7 separate regions of the Mus musculus genome follow, and all the other regions are linked to region 1. A link is a contact called in public Hi-C, HiChIP or PLAC-seq and promoter capture Hi-C data. All regions are on one chromosome and are shown on one strand. The core of a region is the stretch at or near the end of the contact, and the rest is flanking DNA. Distances in the headings are between cores, read along the strand shown.

Evidence for each region. Promoter capture Hi-C pulls out the DNA fragments that hold promoters and counts their contacts. Hi-C and Micro-C count contacts between places; a contact is called where the count stands out from the background. HiChIP or PLAC-seq counts read pairs in DNA pulled down with a chosen protein or histone mark.
Region 2: a contact with region 1 is called in an H3K4me3 HiChIP or PLAC-seq map of embryonic limb bud, with 5 times the contacts expected there. The contact joins the enhancer-like site here to the promoter of Adgrl3 in region 1. A contact is called at or near these places in 6 of 39 promoter capture datasets (the 3T3-L1 cell line, frontonasal cranial neural crest, hippocampal neurons and 2 more) and 4 of 115 datasets of contacts at active chromatin or transcription factors (astrocytes, embryonic forebrain, embryonic limb bud and 1 more).
Region 3: a contact with region 1 is called in an H3K4me3 HiChIP or PLAC-seq map of embryonic limb bud, with 5 times the contacts expected there. The contact joins the enhancer-like site here to the promoter of Adgrl3 in region 1. A contact is called at or near these places in 9 of 39 promoter capture datasets (the 3T3-L1 cell line, 3T3-L1-derived adipocytes, the SN4741 cell line and 5 more) and 3 of 115 datasets of contacts at active chromatin or transcription factors (embryonic hindbrain, embryonic limb bud and stem cell-derived neural progenitor cells).
Region 4: a contact with region 1 is called in a Hi-C map of the C2C12 cell line, with 2.3 times the contacts expected there. The contact joins the enhancer-like site here to the promoter of Adgrl3 in region 1. A contact is called at or near these places in 3 of 39 promoter capture datasets (embryonic stem cells, hippocampal neurons and liver), 2 of 484 Hi-C or Micro-C datasets (the C2C12 cell line and cerebral cortex) and 7 of 115 datasets of contacts at active chromatin or transcription factors (SST interneurons, embryonic forebrain, embryonic limb bud and 4 more).
Region 5: a promoter capture Hi-C map of hippocampal neurons shows a contact between it and region 1, with 5 times the contacts expected there. The contact joins the enhancer-like site here to the promoter of Adgrl3 in region 1. A contact is called at or near these places in 3 of 39 promoter capture datasets (the SN4741 cell line, hippocampal neurons and liver) and 7 of 115 datasets of contacts at active chromatin or transcription factors (astrocytes, embryonic forebrain, embryonic limb bud and 4 more).
Region 6: a contact with region 1 is called in a FOXA1 HiChIP or PLAC-seq map of pancreatic cancer cells. The contact joins the enhancer-like site here to the promoter of Adgrl3 in region 1. A contact is called at or near these places in 3 of 39 promoter capture datasets (the 3T3-L1 cell line and hippocampal neurons), 2 of 484 Hi-C or Micro-C datasets (both in uterus) and 8 of 115 datasets of contacts at active chromatin or transcription factors (VIP interneurons, astrocytes, craniofacial prominence and 5 more).
Region 7: a contact with region 1 is called in an H3K4me3 HiChIP or PLAC-seq map of neural progenitor cells, with 17 read pairs. The contact joins the enhancer-like site here to the promoter of Adgrl3 in region 1. A contact is called at or near these places in 3 of 39 promoter capture datasets (the 3T3-L1 cell line, embryonic stem cells and hippocampal neurons), 1 of 484 Hi-C or Micro-C datasets (stem cell-derived neural stem cells) and 14 of 115 datasets of contacts at active chromatin or transcription factors (VIP interneurons, astrocytes, craniofacial prominence and 9 more).

The regions. Positions count from the first base shown.
Region 1 is chr5:81,019,141-81,022,184 of GRCm38.p6, reverse strand. Adgrl3 (adhesion G protein-coupled receptor L3) reads right to left here and starts at 1,433. Exons shown (of 27, transcript NM_001359828.1): 1 at 840-1,433.
Region 2 is chr5:81,968,731-81,971,774 of GRCm38.p6, reverse strand. No RefSeq gene overlaps it. Among named protein-coding and RNA genes, the nearest start is that of 1700031L13Rik, 150 kb to the left of the region's middle. Within about 2 kb of position 1,489, at least 8 of the 459 cell types and tissues checked have an H3K27ac peak or open chromatin away from gene starts, as enhancers often do. A contact at or near this core is called in embryonic limb bud, where this site is marked.
Region 3 is chr5:81,830,709-81,833,752 of GRCm38.p6, reverse strand. No RefSeq gene overlaps it. Among named protein-coding and RNA genes, the nearest start is that of 1700031L13Rik, 290 kb to the left of the region's middle. Within about 2 kb of position 1,487, at least 5 of the 459 cell types and tissues checked have an H3K27ac peak or open chromatin away from gene starts, as enhancers often do. A contact at or near this core is called in embryonic limb bud, where this site is marked.
Region 4 is chr5:81,780,242-81,783,285 of GRCm38.p6, reverse strand. The region is part of intron 26 of Adgrl3 (adhesion G protein-coupled receptor L3); the gene reads right to left. Among named protein-coding and RNA genes, the nearest start is that of 1700031L13Rik, 340 kb to the left of the region's middle. Within about 2 kb of position 1,420, at least 11 of the 459 cell types and tissues checked have an H3K27ac peak or open chromatin away from gene starts, as enhancers often do. A contact at or near this core is called in the C2C12 cell line, where this site is marked.
Region 5 is chr5:81,744,743-81,747,786 of GRCm38.p6, reverse strand. All of the region lies in intron 22 of Adgrl3 (adhesion G protein-coupled receptor L3), which reads right to left. Among named protein-coding and RNA genes, the nearest start is that of 1700031L13Rik, 380 kb to the left of the region's middle. Within about 2 kb of position 1,521, at least 2 of the 459 cell types and tissues checked have an H3K27ac peak or open chromatin away from gene starts, as enhancers often do. A contact at or near this core is called in hippocampal neurons, where this site is marked.
Region 6 is chr5:81,673,188-81,676,231 of GRCm38.p6, reverse strand. All of the region lies in intron 14 of Adgrl3 (adhesion G protein-coupled receptor L3), which reads right to left. Among named protein-coding and RNA genes, the nearest start is that of 1700031L13Rik, 450 kb to the left of the region's middle. Within about 2 kb of position 1,426, at least 8 of the 459 cell types and tissues checked have an H3K27ac peak or open chromatin away from gene starts, as enhancers often do. A contact at or near this core is called in pancreatic cancer cells, where this site is marked.
Region 7 is chr5:81,638,681-81,641,724 of GRCm38.p6, reverse strand. The region is part of intron 10 of Adgrl3 (adhesion G protein-coupled receptor L3); the gene reads right to left. Among named protein-coding and RNA genes, the nearest start is that of 1700031L13Rik, 480 kb to the left of the region's middle. Within about 2 kb of position 1,449, at least 21 of the 459 cell types and tissues checked have an H3K27ac peak or open chromatin away from gene starts, as enhancers often do. A contact at or near this core is called in neural progenitor cells, where this site is marked.

The sequences.
Region 1 (3,044 bases), core at 184-2,683:
ACCTGTAACCCGCCACCAGGGCCACCACTGCTCTGCCCACCGCACCCCGGCGCCGCGGACGCCCGACCCATTGAACATCCTCTCCACACTGGGTGCTCACTCCTGGCACAGCTCAACCCCGTGACACTCACGAAACTGACCAGCTTTCTCTAGCTAAATCGCTCAACAAAGCCTAGGCACTCAGGTCGAAATCAAACTGCCCGGCTGGAAGATACTCAAGAGAGATTTTTGGAGGCAACCCGATTCCACTTCTCAGGGGCGCGACCTGGGCAATCTCAGCCACCTTGGATGTTCCAAGGCAGGCGTCTAGGGAGGATCAACCAGGCTCACCACCACACATTCGCCATCACCCCGAACTGCGCTCCTCACCCGGTCCCTGTTCGTCCTCCAACCCGTTCCCACGTCCAGTGTTGCTCCAGACTAGCGGAGAAAAGGCGCCCCCTTGGCTGCTTTCTGCCCCTACTAAAGGACGGCATTGGGGTGACAGGGCAGGGAAAATGCGCGGGGTGGGATTCGTTCTTGTCACCCGGCGTGTGCGACTGACAGTGCGCTGGTTCTCTTCTCCTCTATATCTCCCTCTGGCACCTAATCGCCCAGTAGCTGATAAAACCTCGAACCCATGCCAAACCCCAGCGCCCACCAGCCAGGAGGCTCCCTTCCCGCCCCGCATCACGATCAGATGAGTGTGCGCATGAGGGCGAGTGTGCGAAGGCGAATGTGTGAGTGGAAGGGTGAGTGTACGTGAACCCCGCACCCCCTCGGTTGCCAGCCCATCGGATGCCGCCGCCTGCGCCCGACCAGGGCGACCACAATTATGAAGAGTGCAAAGAATAAATTACCTTTCGTAACCGCCGGTCCCTGAGATGGTCCCATCAGTTGCTCAACAACCTGCAACCCGGTGCAGTTTTCCACAATCCATCCATTGAGCCCCGGGGCACACACACACACAAAAAAAGAAGAAATAAAAAAAGAAGAAGAAAGAAAAAGAAAACAGAAAAAAGATGGACCTGTCCCACTGTAGACACCCCAGTCACACCAAGCAACGACTGATCAAACCGCAGAGACGACAGGAGGGTGGAGACCCCAGTCAAAGAAACAACAAAAAGTGTCTCTTTTCCTTTCTTCTTCTACACAGCCATGGAGAAAGGGGAAGCCGGGAAAGCCAATGCTAGTCTTCCTTTACGTTTCCTCGCTTCACACGCCCCAGGGGGGCAAAAGCGGAGCAAAGAGAAGGAGGGTTCAAATGTCTCTCTCAGGGCACAGTTGCACAACTTCGGAGTCAGGCTGTGTCTCTCGCTGCAGCCGGTGGACCCAAGCGGGAGCTATTAACATGCGGCAGTCATAACCAGAGCTGCTTTCCCTCCTCCTGCAGCCGCCGCCGCCGCCGCCGCCGCAAGAAAAGCAGCTGCTGAGGAGACCAAAAATCTTCCACCATCCCCCCCCCCGCAGCCGATCTTTATATCCAGTTCTCCCACCCCACCCCCCTTCTCTTTCTTTTTCTTCTTCTTCCTCGTCCTCCCCTTTCCGCCTCCGAGCGAGAGGGAGGGGATAGGTAGGGGCAGCGGCGAGGACCAGTAGTGGCTTCTCCGCCCAGTCCTCCTCGCCGTCCTCCTCCTGCTGCCCCCGAGGTGCTCCGGCAGCAGAGGGTCCGCTCTGCCGCCCGCAACCCGCTCCGAGAGCCCAGGCGCGAGCCGCGCAAACTCCTTGCCGGGTGCACGGCGTGGACGCGCGGGCAGAGCGGGCGCCGGGTCGCCGAGGGTTGCGTGCCTGCCGCGGGGGGCGAGCCCCGAGCTCCGGTGGTCGCCTATCAGCTCGCCGGCCAGGCCGGGTAGCTTCGGGCATGCGGGAGCTTCATCGCCCGGCCCGGGGTCTGAGCCGATGCCGTCACCGCCAACCTCCTCCTCGGCCGCCGGCTTCGGTCCTCTTTTTTTTTTTTTTTTAATTTTATTTAATTTTATTTTTTTCTCTTCTGGACTCCCCACCGGAGCCACTGAGGCTCGGGGCGCCCTCCAGACACGCACACGCTCTTCCCCTCGCGCGCACACACAGGGGCGAGCTCCTGCCCCAGCACACCGTGCAGCCCGCGCGCGCACACCCGGAGGGAGAAGACTGAGGCCAACGAAATAAATAAATAAATAAAAGAGAGAGCGAGAAGAAAGAAAGGGGAGGGGGGGGGGCGAGTCACAGGCGGTGGCGGCGGCAGCAGCAGCAGTAGCAGCTGCGGGAGCGGAGGCAGCGCGCAGTCCGCGAGATGCCAGCAGCGGCGGCGGCGGCAGCGGTGGCGGCGTCGCCCTCCTGGCCCGGCCGTGCCATCTGCATCCCCGCTCCTGGGAACTGGAGCGAGCGCTGCGGGCCGAGCGGGCGGAGGGGGCGGTCGCGCCCGCAGACAGGCAGCGTGAGCGCAGCGGCCAACGCAGCCGAGGCCCGAGTGAGCCTCTGGCGGGGTGACGGGGCGAGAGAGCTCCCAGGACCAGGGAGGGGGGCTCCAAGGCCGGGAAAGGGGCGGCCGGCAAAACCCGGATCTGGAGTCCGCGAGGGCTCCGCGGGCGCGGGCTCCACCTAGCCGCTCCGCAGAATCTTGGAGGTGGGAACCGTGGGGCGGCTAAGGGAGGCTTCCCTTGCAGGGTTTGTCAGACAAAGGGTATCTCTCTCCTGGATAGGAGCATCTCTCTCTCTCTCTCTCTCTCTCTCTCTCTCTCTCTCTCTCTCTCTCTCTCTCTCTCTCTCTCTCTCTTCTCTGCTCTCCATTTCCACTCATCTCTAGCCCCCCCCCCTCTCTCCACTCAATCTCTTCACTCTCCCTTCCTCCCTCCCGTTCTCCTCCTCCCCCACTCTTCTGCTCTAGGTGAATGAGGTACCAGGCTGGGAGTTCTGCCAGTGTCTTTTTTTTTTTTTTCAGGTGCAGATTACTCCACGTGTTCTTTATGCGGGTGCTGACTTCTAAAGCATTGCCTGCTTTGAGTCCATTTTATGTTTCTTGAAACTTACCTCAATGTACAAGTTCATTGCAAAATTGAAAGCACACCTTTCTACGAAAAGATAGG
Region 2 (3,044 bases), core at 240-2,739, 950 kb before region 1:
TACATTTCTTTCTATATCATCTTTGTATAAAGTAAGACATGGAATGTTTCAGTGTGAATACAAACTGAAGCTATTAGACATTCCTAACAGATTGAGTGAACTAATTAACTCAATAATTTAACCAAATGCTCTCTTAACAAGCACAATGAAATTATGAATGAATAAAGGATTTACTAAATGAATAAACAGAGAGTTAAACAGAGTTCTATAATTTACAGACAACTTTTTTCAGAATTTGAAAAATGTTTTTATTTCTCTCTTTCCTAGAAAAAAAAAATTCTTCTCTTTGATATCAGATAAAAAAGTTTAAGAATTATCCGACATTCAATAAAACATATATGGATTGTCTATGACTGAATCTCTTATAGTTTACAATAAAGCAGTTGTTCCATATTGTTAAGTACTTATTCACTCCAAACTAGATATAAAAGTGCTGTTGTTCTAAATTCTGATCTTATAAAACCAAATGTCTGGCTACTTATTTGACTTAGCATTATCATGTACATTGAATGCAAGCAGAAAGAATCATTAACCAAGCTACTTTACTAAACACAACTCTAAGAAAATGTCAACAATAATTTTGAAATCTTACAAATACTATCATTCTTTTCTTTTTAAAACTCATTTACCAAACCTGCATAAGACAAAGTAAATTTTAATACTAAATTATAGCTATATCTATAGACATATATTCCAAATATAGACACCAAAATATTTTAAAATTACACACACACACACATATTGAGAATAAATTTGAATAAAATTATGATTCTATTTGTGAGTATATTATCTTACTTGTATAATTTAATTGCACCTCTATTATTTAAAAATCTTATTCTTTGGAGGTCACTGATATTTATAAAGAGTGGCATTCTTAGCTTGACGTTAAGAATGTGTGTTCTGAACGTAAGTGATGTCCCCAGCCTCTGTCAGGTGTACTCCCTATTACAGACTCTCAAACCATATCAGTACTCCCTTACCATCTCAAAGGACCCAGAGCATTCGTATTGCTTTATACACCAAAGCTTTCTTGCCCTTAGCATGTCTTGGTTTTCTTATGTTAGTAATGCTCGAATCTCTATTCATTTTGCATCCGTTGTTTTTGATTTCCTCCTAGGGGATTTGTCTACCAGTCAACGATCGTTTGCATAAGCTCTTTCACAATGCTCTGTTCTATTCCAACATTGTCCAGTGCAGAGCGGAACATGCCCCCATCCATATGATGGTAACTGAAAAGAAGAAAGGACTGAGCGAAAAAAGACTTCAGCACCCGAGCACCACACGCAGACTCGCAAACATACAGGACATTGTCAAATCAGCCAGCGAGAGGAGCCTGCTGCTACTTTGCCCAACATTAAAATTTAATGTCCATCTGCTTTTCTTTCTTCCTGCAAATACCCAATGGAAGGAACCTGACTCCAGTAGGGTTATTTATCAGATTCAGACAGTGATGAAATGACAGTTGACTTCTAAATCAAAAAGTGAGAGAGTGTCGATGCATCGATGCTGGCCGGCAGCACAAGTGAGAAGCACTTAGGCCGAGCCATGTGGACACCCTCATGAAAATGTGCTTAAGGTTTCTCAAATGAAATCCAGACTTGGCTGAAAAATCCCCGCTGTGAATGTCACAGCCCGCTCAGACTAAACCGCTGCTCACGTTGTAGCTGCTTCATCTGACCTGTCAGACAGACAGCACTTCACTGATCACGGGCTTATCGAGTGCCACACTTCAGCACAAAGGCGAGTGATGCCTTCACGTCCAGTTGCCGAGGAGGCTGTGCCGTGATAAAGTCTGGGTTTGTGCTTACCTATAAAAATGTAGGAGCAGGGCCAGGTGAGACGGCTCAGACGGTAAGCCGCTAATAGCCAGGCCTATAACTTATGTTCAACCACCAGAGCTTATATCGTGTAAGGAGAAAACCAAGCTGTCTTCTGACCTTCATATACACACAGAAACACATGTTGTGGCCCACACACAACAAATAAAGGTAGAAAAAATATACTTAAGAGCATGATTTAACGTGACACTCTTACATTTAATAAACTAGAAATAAGTGGTAGGAAATGAAACATTAAACTTTAATATATTTAAAGCTAATGATTAGCCCTGGGTTCTGCCTGTGGCACCTCCTTCCACACAAAAGCCCTTTCTTCTCTTTGCCTGCTTATGAAAAGCCCTGGTGATGGTCATATTTTCTTCATGAAGTCTTCCCACAATCCTTTTCTAGATCTCCATTCTCTCATCTAGTGCATTGCTATATTATATATTATAAAGTGTGTATCTCTCTCTCTCTCTCTCTCTCTCTCTCTCTCTCTCTCTCTCTCTCTCTCTCTCTCTCTCTGTGTGTGTGTGTGTGTGTGTGTGTGTGTGTAGCTACTCAGTCATTTCCTACTTATCCTACTTCTTACCTGAATTATAATTCTCTATGAAGAAAAAAGAAGCCTAGAGTTATGGAGCTAATTTTATCATTTGAATATGCCTTAGATGTTAGCAGTGCACAGGAACTGAGAGCAAGAGCACGAAGCCTGCCCACACCAGGGTTACCTTTGATTGGCAGGAGACAGACACCCAACACGGGGTGAGGTAAAGTAAATCCAAGTAGTATCAGGAGACAGTCATAACTGATCATTGCTAAGGTGACTTCAGTGATAGGGTAGGAGGTAAGGTCTGTTTTCTGGGGATTGATAAAAGTGTTGAATAAAGAAATACATGATCTATGTTGCAACAAGATAAAGGGAAAGAAAGATACAGCTAAGAGCATCCTTTGGATAGTGTAGATTAGGTAGATATGTTAGCACAGTAGTAATCAGTGAATTAGGCTTTCTGTCTATCTCGGATAAAACAATTTAGCTTTATCCCTTTACCTCCATCTCAATCATACCTCTTGCTACTTTGGTTCTGCCCCTTGTTCTATGGTTTATCTTTTTAATCTGTCCATCTCCCCTTATCGCCTTAACATTTTTTTTGCACCTTCTGAATAGGAGAGATAATTAGAAAGTAAGGCTGATCTAAGGGGAGCTTGGCAGTGACTAGTGGGAAAAAT
Region 3 (3,044 bases), core at 238-2,737, 810 kb before region 1:
TTGGTTTTTTTCGGGGTGGGGGATTAAAGTCAATGGGTTGATTCTGCCTTTATGGACTCAGACAAATACAAATATACATATTTTTCAGTTCCATAGAACATACACAAAGTGTTTCTCTTGTCAATGTCTCCCTGTACAACTCAGCGTAACAATATCGTATATAGCACTTACATTCTATTGTGTAGTAGAAGTGATCTAGAGATGATATAAAGGGTGCAGAATGACAGGCAAGGACTCCATGATTTTACACAATGGGCATGGGTACACACTAGATGGGAGTCAAGACATTTACTCCATGGAGACTGAAGGACGTTCTTGTGTGAAAAGCTGGAGGAGGCAACTCTAAGCTAATATTTTTAAGCAAAACCTAAATTGTCATGTATAAAATCTATAACCTATATCTCCTTGCCTTTTCACCTTGATGAATACTAAAAATAATCCTTTAACTTTTATTTTAATTTCTCCGTTTTAAGTATTTTTATGAAGCATTAGAGATCTAGCTCTGCTGAGCTGCAATCTCCATTCAAGACTCATCTTCCCTTTCATCCACATGACTTTGCATTTGCTCCATTATTATATTAGTATATTAGTATATATTATTATATTAGTATTATTATATAAGGGAACTTTTTCTTTAAGAGTAAATGAAGTACTGTGATTGATGCAATAGATACATGATATACAAATTTTAAGAAGCTGAACTTTTTGCACTAATATAATAAAGTGAAAAGTAACAGCCAACTTCCTGAGAAATGTTTGTTACTAATAGAATCTGGCTCACAATGAATGAAATTGCAGGCATTTTAAGCCAGCATGTGTTTCTAATAACACTTGCATACACCACACAGCATTTTCAGACAAGGAACAGTGGTGACGTCACTCTCAGGCTCTCTTTAGGTGAACCAGATGGCCGAGTGTGTATGCAATAAGAATTTTGTTAAACTGCCCAGAGAGAATAGTTTAATCATCTTTAAGAATGTCACTAATACCCAACATGTGTATTTTTAAATGGGTAATCACATTGAAAAACTCATGTCCCAAAATCTGTTTCATGCACTTTTTATTTAAAGTAAGTGGTAAACATTATTGAATTTTTAAAAAGCAAATAACAATCTTGAAAATTACAGATAAGACGTAAAGAGTCCCATGCATTGCTCATGATTTTATTCCCATAGTACAGATTCAATGGTCCTAAAATTTGCACCGTGCTGCAAATCAATGGTATTATGCTGTGATGCTACAAACCAGTAGCTACGACTCACTTTTTATGATTAAAAACCAAAAAGAGCCTCAAAAGAACTTCAAAAGTTAGAAGAAAATAAATAGAAAAGTAGAGAGAAGAACAAAAAGAGGGGCAAAAAGGAGGCACAATGCTCTGGTTTCTTTACCAACACACAAATCCTTAAGAGCTTAGAGCTCTGTCAAATACATCCTGACTCCATAGCTCCTATGCATTCCACACACACCATGTCATGGGAAGAGATTAGCTTCTTACGCTGATGTCATCAGCCTAATTGAGGTTGAAACTGCAGAAATCAAAATAGATTGACTTGGTCCAATGGGGGGAAAAAGTCTATAAACATATTCTAAATCTGATACTCTAGATTTTTATCCATGTAATTGCATTATAATCAATGGTTTGTCCTGGAACCTGCCCCATGAGCTTCCTGCAACCCTGAAATTATTAAGAGATTAGAAAGTTGAGCAAAAAAAAAATAATATATGAATTTTGAAGTTTGAGAAAGAACTGCTATTTTGTTGTGAGTGGTTAAAGAAAATTTCACACCACTCCAAATACACATTTAAAATATAACACACACAGTTGGGTGGGCAGGAACTGGGGGGTTGATCTGGAAAGAGTTGAGAAGAGTGTGGATATCATCAAACCACTTTTCGTTAAAAAGTATCAAAGAACTAATAAAAATGGAAAAACATTTTAAGTTGCATTTCCATACTCTAAGATTGAAGTAAATTTTATTGTTGAGGGTTTTGTAGATCCTTACATAATTTCATATTAAATATAAACTGACATTTATGACTTTACAGTTAAACAAATCTATCCTTAGAGTTAAACCTTCTTGAGACATTAGAATATTAGTTACTTGTCCTTAGTATGACTTGGGTCTCAAAGTAATTTTTAAATTAGATGAAATTTCACTGAATTAATTTAAGGAGTAAATATGAGAGGAAGCTCAAATTACTTTGGTAAGAGGGGAAAGAATTTTTCTGGTGCTTTGAGAGACAAAATGCCGTACGTATGTCTCTTGATACTGCTTTCTTTTGTCTTTCAAAGTAGGCATGATCCTACCTGAATTATCCTCTATCCAGTGGTGAAGCTGGAGAAGATCTCTATTGTGTTCTGTTTAGGTCTTGTACTCATGGAATGAGTACCTCTAACATAGACAGATTATTTATAACCTATTCCTATCCTTGTCTAACATCAACCACTCATGAAACGTTTGCAATATTGTTTGAATATTTTTGGTAGCTATTTTTCATTTGATTCTAAACTTGGCAAAAGAAGACTACATTTGTTTATGGCCTTAAAAACCTCTAATAGAAAAGAAAATCAATGTGTTTTTATGTGAGCTTTACAATAACTAGGTTTTTTACATAGGAACATATATGATATATAATGAATCCAAAATATTAAATTAGAATAATATTACACTGTTTCAAAGAAATCTGTGCAATATGCTCACATTAAAGAATATTCACAAAGTTCTTTGGAACCAGTTTTTATGAGAACCATCTTCATGATTATAGGAAAGCTAATTTTACTATGAAACCTTCTAACCTTGACAATCTGGTCTCCATATCAATTCATGAATTATCTGTAAGAAATCTAATATTGAATCAGGAATCTAAAATTCTTTTTAAGGCAGAAAGTTCTGCATAACAGTAGGAAGTATAGCAGACAATGACTTCTGTCCTAGCTTTGATCTGCTTACCTGTTAATGACATTGTATAAATATGATGGCATAAGATTATTTGAAGTCCCCCATAGAATCATGGAAAAAAATCTTCAAATGGTTCTAGGAATC
Region 4 (3,044 bases), core at 171-2,670, 760 kb before region 1:
ACTTCCTCAGACTCTGACGCATGTCAGAACCAGTCAGTTACTGACCATAGCATAAGTCACAAGGAATCACAGACAGCCATCATAGGAGGTTCATCTACTTTTCATGCTATAATCATGAAGACATTTGAAAATACTTTGGTAGTCTGGATAGAAATGTATATTAATCATTACTTTGGGAATGAGGAGACTTTTGCTGATAAAAATGAAAAGAATGACTATCTAAAATCCAGTTTTCTTTCTTACTGTCCTCAGCCATTTAAATATCTCATGTACCATTTGAGACCATGTAATGTTAGTTACATACATGTTGAGTATTACTTCAAGCGAGGGCTTCGGCGGTAAGGACAAGAGTAGGTAATAGTACAAGATGACCTGCTATTTTGCAAACAGCATAAAGACAGAGATTACTCCCGGAACGTGTTGCTAAAGAAGAGACAGGAAAACATGTTCTTAATCAAATCATTGCTCTTTTGGGGATTCATCTGACGTTAGAAATCACCTTGTCAAAGCTGTGTTTACACTGTACAGCTTTTTTTTTTTTTTTTTTTTTTTTAAGAGCATCAACCTTACCATGTCCTAGCTATCAGTCAGCATCTCTTAAAGGGAACAATCCTTAGGAAGTATGAGTTCCCTGTTCCTACTGATTGCACTCACATGGGGGTAGGCAATTATACTTTTGAATGGTGCCACCAACTATGCAGAGAGAAACAAACATGAAAATTAAATTCAGCTTGTCACCAGTGCTTGAATCTTTCAGCTGAAAACCTGCACAGGATCTGTCTGTTGTCTTCCTTCCTTTGTGTTCAAAGGTACTTGTATCTTTTCTCCCTGGCTGTCCTCCACTGCACAAGTCTGACACAGTCAGTTCTGTTTGCTTCTGGCTGTTTCCCCAATTGATGGAGGTCACTGTGCATTCTGAAACTGTTCTCCAGGAATCTGTCTACCTTGTCTCTTCCTCTTTCCTGGAACTGACTTCTGATTTGTAAACTTCCCTTCTCGCAGCTGTGAAATTGCTGAAGACGTCCAAGAAGTTCAGTGTTTACAGACCATCTGTCACTGTTTTTTAGCTGAAAAGTTAAGCTTACTGGTTAGTTAGTTTGAGGCACAAATAAATTTGTGGGGACCAGAGATACCTAACTATGCGGAAAAGTGTTTAAGCTGCAGGGAAACTTAGTGCAGAGGTTGTTGTAAATGCTCTGTCCCAAGTGTGTGGAGCCCAATAAAAGAAATAAAACTACCCTCTGCTTAATAAATGAAAAACTCGCCTGAGATTGGTGCTGTCTATGAGTCATGAAATCAAATATGAATAGTTTTTGAGGAGTGATTCACTTTTATTTTATGGGTAAGAATGTTTGCATGTAAGTATGCATATCATTTTTGCATACTTGGTTCCCGCAGAAGACAGCAGATGGCCTATCAGACTCTCTGGATAGTTGGGAGTCACCATGTGGGTGCCACGAACCAAACCCACATCATCTGAAGGGTCAGAAGAACCCTTAACCTCCTAATCATTCCTCTACTACCAATCTGAATTTTAAAAGGGGTCTCTGGGCCAAATGCTGAAGGTGTTTTATTCTTTGCTTCAAAGACAACACTGGCTACATCTACTACTGAAATTGTTCAGGCAGAAATAAACAATTATAGAACTATTTGTACTGCTAAAATGTTTCTCAAATGTTTGGTAGTAACAACAAGGTCCCCAAACAACCAAACCAAAGTATCTGTCAGAATTCAAAGGGAGAAATACAAGCTAAATTAGGCTAAAAATGAAGTAGCTATGTAAACATGTCTATTTCCTAGTATGAATGGATTTGGAATGGTTATTACCTTTCATACCTATATACTTGCTACAGAAGTGAGATTTAGATGTCTAGTAAAATATGAAAAGGAATTAAGACTGAATTTCAACATATGCAGTTATTCAGAAAGAGCCAATCCCTTAGCCTTTTATTTCTGATGCAAGAAAGATGCACATCAAATAGGATATTCATGTTCTATGTTGAACAACCCAGAGAAGCTGCCTTATGGGTTTGAGACAATCAAGTTGTAAACCTTGGAAAAGACAGTCATTTCAAAGGGTGGGTCCTTTACTTAGTTTTTCCTTTATGAACACCTGAAGTTTAAGACTGATAACAAAATCTTTTGAATGAATGCACCACAAACAGTAAAAGAGCAAGCCTTATTGTTTCAACTAGGAGTTTCCCCATAGAACATACTGTCTCTTTCCTTCTGGCACGAGAGTGCATGTTCTGATATCAGGACATCAGGATGACTATGTAACCTGGGTTAGTTCTGAGCACTGTGCTTTCAAACTGTGAAGCAGGAGACAGATCTGAGACAGCATGAAAGCCTGGATCACACTTGAACTTCTATTTTATCCTTGGGAGAAATATTTCAAACAGCATTTCTTCTTGACAGCCAGCTAACAAAAGTATACTGATAAGCTCTAAAAATAACTTGATTGGTATGGTGTACTATGCCTCCCACTGCATTTTTAGTGTGCTTGTATTTCTCATTGATACACCAAATTTAGAAGGCTTAAAAAAATAAAAAGATGTGATTTGAAGTCTTAATGATTCAAGAAGATAAGAGAATACAACCTTTCCTTAGAAATACAGAACAATAAAGCCTCATGTTCAATGTCTTATTTACGGGGAAGATAAATATCTGTCTACCCTAATCAGCTTTACCATGATAATTCTTTTCCTTAACTCATCCTCCACTCTGTTCTTTGTAATTCTATCTTGTTTGAACATACACTTTTTTGATTCAAGGTCACACAAGACACTGGTAGACTCACATGCAAATATTTAAAACAGTGGTTTTCAAATATTTTTAGAATCCCCTTCAACAAAAAAGATTTCAACTGAATTTTATTCTGATCCTTCAAGGGGTTCAATAATATTCTCTCATATATTTTTCAATATGATTTGATTATTTTATATTAAGCTATGCAAAATAGGCTAGTAAAATGAAAATAGGTAGTTTCTTTTACAAAGAGCCTTTTAAAAACTCAGAGAAACAATCCAAAGACACAATTTATC
Region 5 (3,044 bases), core at 272-2,771, 730 kb before region 1:
AAAAAAGGCAAAGCGTGTACATGAACAGAATTACCTTAATGAGCCTTTTCCAAACAATAAATAATATGAAAACGATTATGGATTCCAATTCTAAGCATGCATGCATTAATCATATATATTAGAAAATGTTTATTTTAAAAGGCTTGGAACATATGTGGTGGTTTGGCTAACAATGCCTCTCATAGACTCATATATTTGAATACTTGATCCTTAGTTGGTGGAACTCTTTGGGAAGGATTAAGAGGTATGGAAGAAGTGTGTCACATGGAGTGAGCTTTGATGATTTAAAATACTTTGGGTATTGCTCTTTGTCCTCCCTCTCCTCCTCCTCCTCCTCCTCCTCCTCCTCCTCCTCCTCCTCCTCCTCCTCCTCCTCCTCCTCCTCCTCCTCCTCCTTCTTCCCATTTTTCTTCTCTTTCTTCTCTTCCTTCTCTCTCTCTGTCTGTTTCTGTCTGTCTGTCTCTGTCTGTCTCTCTCTGTCTGTCTCTCTCTCTCCCTCTTTCTTTTCCTTTCCTTTCCTTTCCTTTCCTTTCCTTTCCTTTCCTTTCCTTTCCTTTCCTTTCCTTTCCTTTCCAGGTGGGCCTTCGTGAGTTTGAGGCCAGCCTGGTCTGCACAAAGACATTGAGGCTAGCCAGAGCTACACAGTGAGACTATGTCTCAAACAGAGAGAGACAAACAGAGAGCGAAAGAGAAATAGAGAGAGACAGAGACAAACACACACACACACACACACACACACACACAGAGAGAGAGAGAGAGAGAGAGAGAGAGAGAGAGAGAGTATATCCTAAAATATTTTACTTACTCAGAAAATTTGAAGTTTATGAACAGTTTTACTAACTGTGACTCTATAATGGATTTATGCTCTCATAAAATTCAGACTCTTTTCATATTGTTGTGACAGTAGTATAAAAATGAGATAATTTTGAAATGTAGGTTCTATATTTATATACAAGCCAAATATACATATATATATTAGTATGAAGGAAAATACAAGCACTAAAACCTTCCTGTGAAATTGTTTTACTTTTCAAGCTTAGGTCAATTTCTCTTCCTTTTAATTGAATCCAATCACTCTTGACTCCATGAATTGCTACTTGGCTACTGATCAAGCTGAATATAATTATGACTTAATTTTTCTATGAACATTTATAAACATATTACTCAAATAAAGTTTACCATTTTAGGAACTACGGTTATTTCAGGTATTGTCAGCCATTTTCTGTTTGCCCTGAAGCTTTCAGATGCTTCCCTGGGCTTCTTTACACATGACAGGTGTGAAAGCTCGCCAAGGACGCATTATTTTTACCCTTTAGAATAACAGAACTTGCTATTTATTAATCAAATGAGCATTTCACCCGTGGAATCTTTTTTTTTCCAAAAAAGGCTAAGTTTGTCTTTTAAAAAGAGGATCATATGATGCATAATTTTAATGACACCATATGGTGAATAAAGCCACACAGATTCTAATGAGATTTTGATAGAAACTAAGCACAGCTTCAGTGTGGAAAAATTCAAACACTCAGAGGAAGCAGCATATTTCCACCCAGAGGAGATTACATTAAGTAATCAAAACATGACAGGCATGGCACTGTAAGGCTGCAGTTGGAGCATCTCAGGAGACAGAGCCACAGGATCACATGACTCCATCAGTCTGCATCTAACCCAGGTGAGACCTCACCTCCATGGGTGTTTTGTTGTTTTTGGTTTTGCTTTTTTTAAAAAAGACATAATATTCTACAATTGTGCCAACTATATGATGTGGTGTTTTGCACATATGATTACCATTCATTATGCAAAAGTCTATAAAATAGATCTATTTATTTCACAATCGGAGAAAAAAATGATTGCAAATCGTTGGAAAACTTGACAAGGACATAGATTCAACCATCCCAGGACTGAAGACATGCATGTATACTAGCTGGGTAGTTACTACAGTTTATCAATACCCACACTGACAACTAGAAATGGAAAACTAAATGGATGCCCTAACACTCAGGTGGATGACTTAAATAAATTGGGAATGGGTAAAGACAGAGGCTTGTGTACAGAAACTTGTCCATAGACAAAAGGAGAGCAATAGATATAGGAAAGGCAAAGGCTCATTTCCTTATTTCCTCCAAATAAACACAAATCTTTTATTATTTCCTTTTATTCTTCAAAATAACATGTGATATTACTTAATAAAAATATTTTAGAATTTTTATTTTTATAATAGTAAATAGATGATTAAAGAAACTGTTCATTTTTATTTTGAAGGAAGTCATTGATTGTTCTTAACACTCCTCACAAATTAAACTTTGTTATTCATCAGCCATACCATAAGTTACTTTGGGCTAACAAAAATTCAAGTATAGCCTATATATATATATATTAAATTGCTTTTAATTGTATTAAACATCTGCTATGATTATAGTGGGCTCCAAATACAGTAAGAAATAAAACAGAAAATTCAAATGGTTGAAATTACTTCTTTCTTATAACAGACTATTTTGATGAAGAGGCAAATGAGAAATAATAAGCAAGTAGATGTGTACTACTTAATTACTTTCCAAGTAAGCTTGAGAATGAGCATCCTACATTTTCTCTGCTATTAGGTGAGCTACATTATTCCATGCTACTGTTTGTTTTTTCATCGTATATCATTAATACTGTAATAAACGAGACAAATAAGTGTTTGCTAATCTTAAAGAAACTTACTATGAGGACCCTGGGGTTACTTTGAAATTGAAGAATAATACAATGTGTTTTTGAAAAGGGAAAATAATATTTAAATTATCTGTGGTAGTAGGAGTCAGACAAGCATGGAACAAGGAGAAGAAAGTAAGCAGAGGTAAAACTTGAGGGGATAAAGCACATGCCTGAGGTGAGCTGAGGGGCTCAGGATAAAGAAGGAACAGTAGGCATGAGGTAGAATAAGGAGGAAACACATACTCAACAACATGCATGTGTGTGTGTGTGTGTGTGTGTAAAGTGCACACGTGAAAAATCATCTCTATTACAAATAAAACTATATTAATTTAGTGATTTTGGTTATAATTTCT
Region 6 (3,044 bases), core at 177-2,676, 650 kb before region 1:
TTTTTTTCATGCTGCCTAATGTGCAACAAAGGGAGATGCTGAAACACTTAAAGGAACAGTAATTCTTGAGTTCAAAAGAATGGTCTGTTCAAGGAGTAACATTTCTGATCATAGGCATCAAGATCATACTGATCTAAAATAACGAGGTCACCATAGGAACCACTCAAAGAAAAGACCATTAAGCATTAGGCTAGGAAGTGCCCCAACCTTAATAGTTTGGGAAAAATGGAGGAACTGTTGAGGAAGCACAGAAATAAGTGTTAACTGGTGGAAGAAAAATCAAGTGAGTACCCTTATGGGAGTACATTAGGAGGAAAAAAATCAAGAATTCTTTTCTGATTGATCAGATAAGATTAAAATACATATCATGTGTATACAGCCATACATAAACACGCACACAGATACAGACACGTGCACACACACATAGTCTAACAATTAAAGAGATCATGAATATGAAAGAGAGTGAGGCAGGGGTGCGTAGAAAGAAAGAGGAGAGAATGATGTGATCATTCTATAATCTTAAAAAGCAACAACAACTTTAAAAACTCTTAAATACCCACAACTTTATTATAAAAACACACAGATACAGATTGATCACTGAGCATTGGTTTAGCACCAGTATATGCTTAATAGTCTTGAGAAAGTATTGTTGAATTAATAACATCCTTGAAAAGGGCACATTCAGTGAAGGGCTAAGGCCAAAGGCCAGGAGAAGTAGATTTAAGAGAGAATGAGAGAAAGATACCAGTGGTGGTATGTGCCCAGAGAGGCAAGATTTCTGCTGCCATGGCTATTCTAGGAGGCAATTGGTCATATGGGCCTGTAGCATTGATTAAGCAGCAAGTATTTAGAGATCTAAGAGAAGCTCAGTGGAATTGAAATACCTAAAGATACAGAAGGAAAAGTAGCACTGTTTCTTTCCAAGAGGCTTTTTGTCAGAAGAGGGAAGTGATCTTAAAAAGCAGCTTGGTAATTGCTGCCATGGTGGGGGGGAGACGGGGGGAGGGACAACTGAGTGTTACATAAACTCATGTAAGAGGGCATTCATGATGAATAGCCTAAAGAATGTGGCTTATAGCAACTGTGTATTCAGTGGGTGTTGGCAGATAACACAAAGTTACTCAGATAAGAAAAGGACAAAAGTGAGAAAAAAATAGAATTAATCCAAGAAAAGGGTACTGTGACAATAAAACTTCAGAGATCTGAACTCCAATAGCTGGGTGCTTTGGAAAGACATGATACAAAGGTACAAGGGGGAGCCATTTAAAAGTATGGGCAGTTGGCAAGAGAAGTCAGACACAAGGACAAAATAATGCAAAGGTAGAATATGCTTTTGTAAATGGCAAATGAGATCAGTAGACAGTCTTTAAGTAGGCTTAAGATCAGATATGCATTTTAAAACATGACTCACTTAGTAGTGGGACGTCGTGTCCACCTCCTCTCTCCATGTTTGGATTTGATCTAGTTTGACCTTACATGTGTCTTGTGTATACTAGGGGTCATAAGTTCATATGTGCAACAATCCTCTCTGTCAGGCGGTCTCTGTCTGCAGTTAATTCTTATCATCCTCCAGCTCCCTTTTCATAAATGATATCTGAGCCTTGGGAAGAAGGAGTGTAGGAGCTGCTAGAATTTGAAAGCTACAGAGAGAGAGGAAGAGTCAGTTTTCCTGAAGGCTGTGCCTTCTGGTAGGTTGACTGGGCTCAAGTGGAAGGTCACACAGACAGGACTATGTAAACAGCACAAAGGGAACTTGATGGGCAGAGAGGATACAAAGCTGGGTGTGTAAGAAAGGGTGTGTGTGGGTCTGGGGCAGAGCTGAAGGAGGAAAGAGTATGATTACATACACTGTAGAAAATTCTCAAACAACAAATTAAAGAGTAAGAAAAAATGAACAGTGGAGCAAATGGAGTAATGGAAGAATTCCGATGTTTGTAAGGCAATTTGATGACATTGTATGGATATTTGTGGAAAATAGAATTTACAGCCAAATTCACATTGTAAAAGTACAGTATCATGATCTTGGCAAACACTTTTAAATGGTGTTCAAATCTAAACACTTTCCATTGCCTGCCTATTATTGTACAATCCTTCAACCTGTTGGCTATAACTATGTTGGTCTTTGTATTTCCTTAACTCTCCAGCAATCCTCACTTGGCTAGCTTTTCTCTCAGTACCTTGGAATGTCTTCTCAACCTGGGCACATGGCTTATTTCAGCATGTCAGGACCAAGCTTCATTTCCACCAGCCTAGAAGATCTTCTTTGTTCTACAACAATCCTTACCATGTCATGACTGTTTCTTATTCTCCCAGGTAGTATGTCTGTCATCACTGGGCTACCCTGATTGGCTGATAGCACTATTCATTTCAAACTCCAGCTGTTGAAATAGGATGTGAGCTCTAACAGAGTGTATTCCTGCCTTCCCTTTGGAATCCTGTCCTGGAACAGCTCATGGGTGCCAAGGCTCTAAGGTCGCTCTAAGTTGAGTGAACAAACAAAGCACAGTCAGGCTGTTCTCAAAGGAAATAGATGAATTATTTTTTTCAAACGAGCATACACTTCTGCATTTCAGAAGGATTGCTGGCAGAAAAGTTGGAGGAACTTTCACAGCCCTAATTCCAATAAAGTGTTTTCATTGCCCCCCCCCCCACATGCACGCGCATACACACACACAAAAACAAAAAACAAACAAACAAACAAACAAAAACAGACATAAGTAAAAATTAAACTAGTATAAAAGAGAACTATGAACTTTAGAGCATGCCACATCATCTGATTTATCCTCTACTAATGAAAGATGTTTATGAAAGGAAAGAAAAAAAATCTTGCTGTCAGGGCTTAGTAAGGAAGGATTCTGCATTACCTGGCCAAATATTCCATGAGTCTAAAATATTGCAAAAAAAAATGGTATATTGTTTAAAAGCAACAAATAATGAAAATATAGAAATTTGTGAGAACTAAAAGTCCAGTTTTAGAATGCAGCCTGTTCAAAATATCAGTTTTGACAATTTTCACATTTGTATATATTTATACCGAAAAATAT
Region 7 (3,044 bases), core at 200-2,699, 620 kb before region 1:
AACTTGTCTCAGTGATAGATACTGACAAAAGAAATATCTGAATCCCCAGAAAAGCTCTTGCTTGTTGGGGTTCCAGCTAGCATCACATGCTGAGAGAGTCTTGATCTTCCATGAGGCAAGGATGTTGTGACTGTCTCAGTGGGTGCTGCTATGCCACATCAGCTGAAGACAGCAAGTTTAATCAAATGCTGTGCTAAGCACCTGTGTGCTGTGTGTGTGGAAAAATAAATTTGAGTGACTACTTACATTTAGTACTTTATTCTCTTTAAGTATTTTGCTTAGTTATCTTTATTACTCTGTCAACATTGAGTGTGTCTTTATAGCCTTTTTCCCTACCTCTTCCCATCATCATCATCATCAAAAAAACCTTTCAATTCTCCTAAGTACTGTCTATACTAATGCTTTATAGTTTAAAAAAAAAGTCAAACATTTGATTTATTTTCTTTACTTTTTTCCTCCAGTCTGTCTTAAACAATTACAACTTAGAACGTCAATGCAAGTTTTGTGGAGTATATGGAAAAGTGTGACAATGGCAATTTTTATAGTGATTAATGTTTTATAATATACTTGTATATTTGTAATTCCACTTAGTTATGATCAAAATTATAGCGTGATTGATATTATAAATTATTAATTTTAAAATGAGGAAACGTGACATCAAACAGTAAGCAAATCACTATCCTATATTCAGGAACTCCTCTTGTTGCGTGTCTCAGGTTTATAATACTTTGCTATGAAAACGGACCTTGGGCTATGTGCATATCTGAGATCTAGTACTGGGAGGCAGTGGCCAGATAATCACAAACTATAGGCCAGTGAGGACTGCATAGTGAGAGTCTGTGTGAAGCAAATGGGAGCCCTCGGTTCTGATCAGCAGTCCAATGCTTTTCCAGCACATGCAAGGTCCTAAGTTTGATCCCTAGCACCAGAAACCATCCCATGACCAGAAAAGAAAGTCTGTCATCATGAACTGCTTTACGCTTCTACAATGATCAGTCTTATGTCAGCTTTTAATACAATAATGAGGGAATAAAATGATTCTAGTAAGGCATTACTATCCTTGATTATACAATAATCATATTCGCAATAAACAGCTTTTTAGAGGATGTAATACTCAAGACAGAACAGAAAGTCATGTGATCTAAATGTAAATTTCACTTTACAGACATGTTGTTCTCTACTCAGGGAAAACCTACAGCCTTTTTTTTTCCCCCAGCTGTCCATTTTCTTCTTCCCTCTCTTCAAAGCATTATTTTCTTTGGAGTTTTCCTGTTACAAATGTTTCTTTTGTACTACCCTCATTTCAATAGACAATGCTCCGGGTGACTGCAAAAGCACTTTGTGCTCTGCACTTGCCAAGTGTTCATTTGGATCCAAGGTCCATTACTAAAGCAAGCCTCCCAAGGGCCCAATAGAAGAAACGAGAAAGCTAAAACCATCCCAATGCTGAGCATGGTTTTTGGCTACTTGTGCAATGCTCAGGGTAGAAAGACGTTCTCCCTGATCCCCATGGATAGCAGTAGGTGGCAGCATATTTGATTAGAAACAGCCTTAAAAGTGAAACACTGCTATTACGCATCAAAAAATTATCCAGTTCCTATCAGAATTCATTTGTAGGACTTGGCTGCGTGGCCTCTTGAGAGTGGAAAACCATAGAATATCAGCCATGTAGAGGGATATTTATTTCTGTAATTTGATCCACTTATATCTCCTGGTTCTCTCTTAGGATATTATCCTTATTGTAAATAGAGAAAATTAAGTGTTTTAATAAACAGGAAATCATAATGGCCTTATTATATATGATAATAAGTGAAAATATAAGATTTTAAGGGACTCTTCTTTAAAATTATCTGCTACATGTTAGATCCCAGAAAACCAAAAACCACTAAATGTTTTATACTATATTAATTCTTCTATTATTTGGGGGCACCCATACTTATCTTTATGATTATTTTACCCATGCTTTAATTATGTTCCAAATATACATCAGGTGGGTATAGTCATCTTCATTAGGCAGTTGACAGACGTCAATCTGTTCTACTAAGTTTAAATCCTGCATGTTTATGAAAACTCACATAGGTTTTCTGACAACTTTGTATAGTTGCTGAGTGACAGGACCTGCATTGGAATCAAGATCTATCAAAACACTCCCTGTCTGCTGGGACAGTGCTGCTGCTTTACAGTGAACATTGACACATATTTATACCTGAGTAAACATCTACTGGATTTTGATATTAATTTGATCCAAGAACTACTCACATATTGTTTTTAAAGGCTTTCCTATGACACAGACATAATGGGAGTCTCCCACGTATCTACTTCACAGGATCTAAGCAATCTTATGAATACAACTCAGACACTGCTCCGCCTCATTAAGTAAAGCCTGTGAGAAGCTACCATTCATAATCTTCACTTTCAAGCAGTAAAACTGAGGCATGGAATGAGTGGAAAGTTTGTCAGGCTTACGAATTCAAAATAAGAAGAGAGGAACAACTGTAGAGTTCCTCTTCTCAGCCAAACAGAATATGGAGAGCCAGCAGGTGACCGTTGACCGAGCAGCTGGTTTTCTCTAGTTGAGAGTAGAGGATGCAGGCCTTACGGTGAGCTCCCCCTTTATTGAGGGCATTCCTAATTCTTTTGTGGGCTCAGACCTATTACATAAGGGAACTCTCTTGCTGCCTAAAATCGTGTTCCAATACAAATGGGCAATGAATGTGTTTCTCCTACTTTTCTAATTTATTATATGCCCAAGAGTGCTCTGTTACCTACAGTCCATAAATGAGACAGAGGGCGGTGAGACTTCTAGTCTTATAGCACTTGGAAGTAATAGACCAGTATTTCCTTTATTGATTGAATTTGCTCCATGACAATTCCATGCACCTTGATAGTACATTCTGTTCACTCTCACCTCCTGATCACTTTTCTGTCCCACCTATTAAGCCTCATTCTCAAAGGGCCCTTACCCACAGGCCTTTCATTTTCAGATCCACCAATTTTAACCAGGAAATGTTTGCCTAGCTACAAATCTATAAATACTCTTTGGA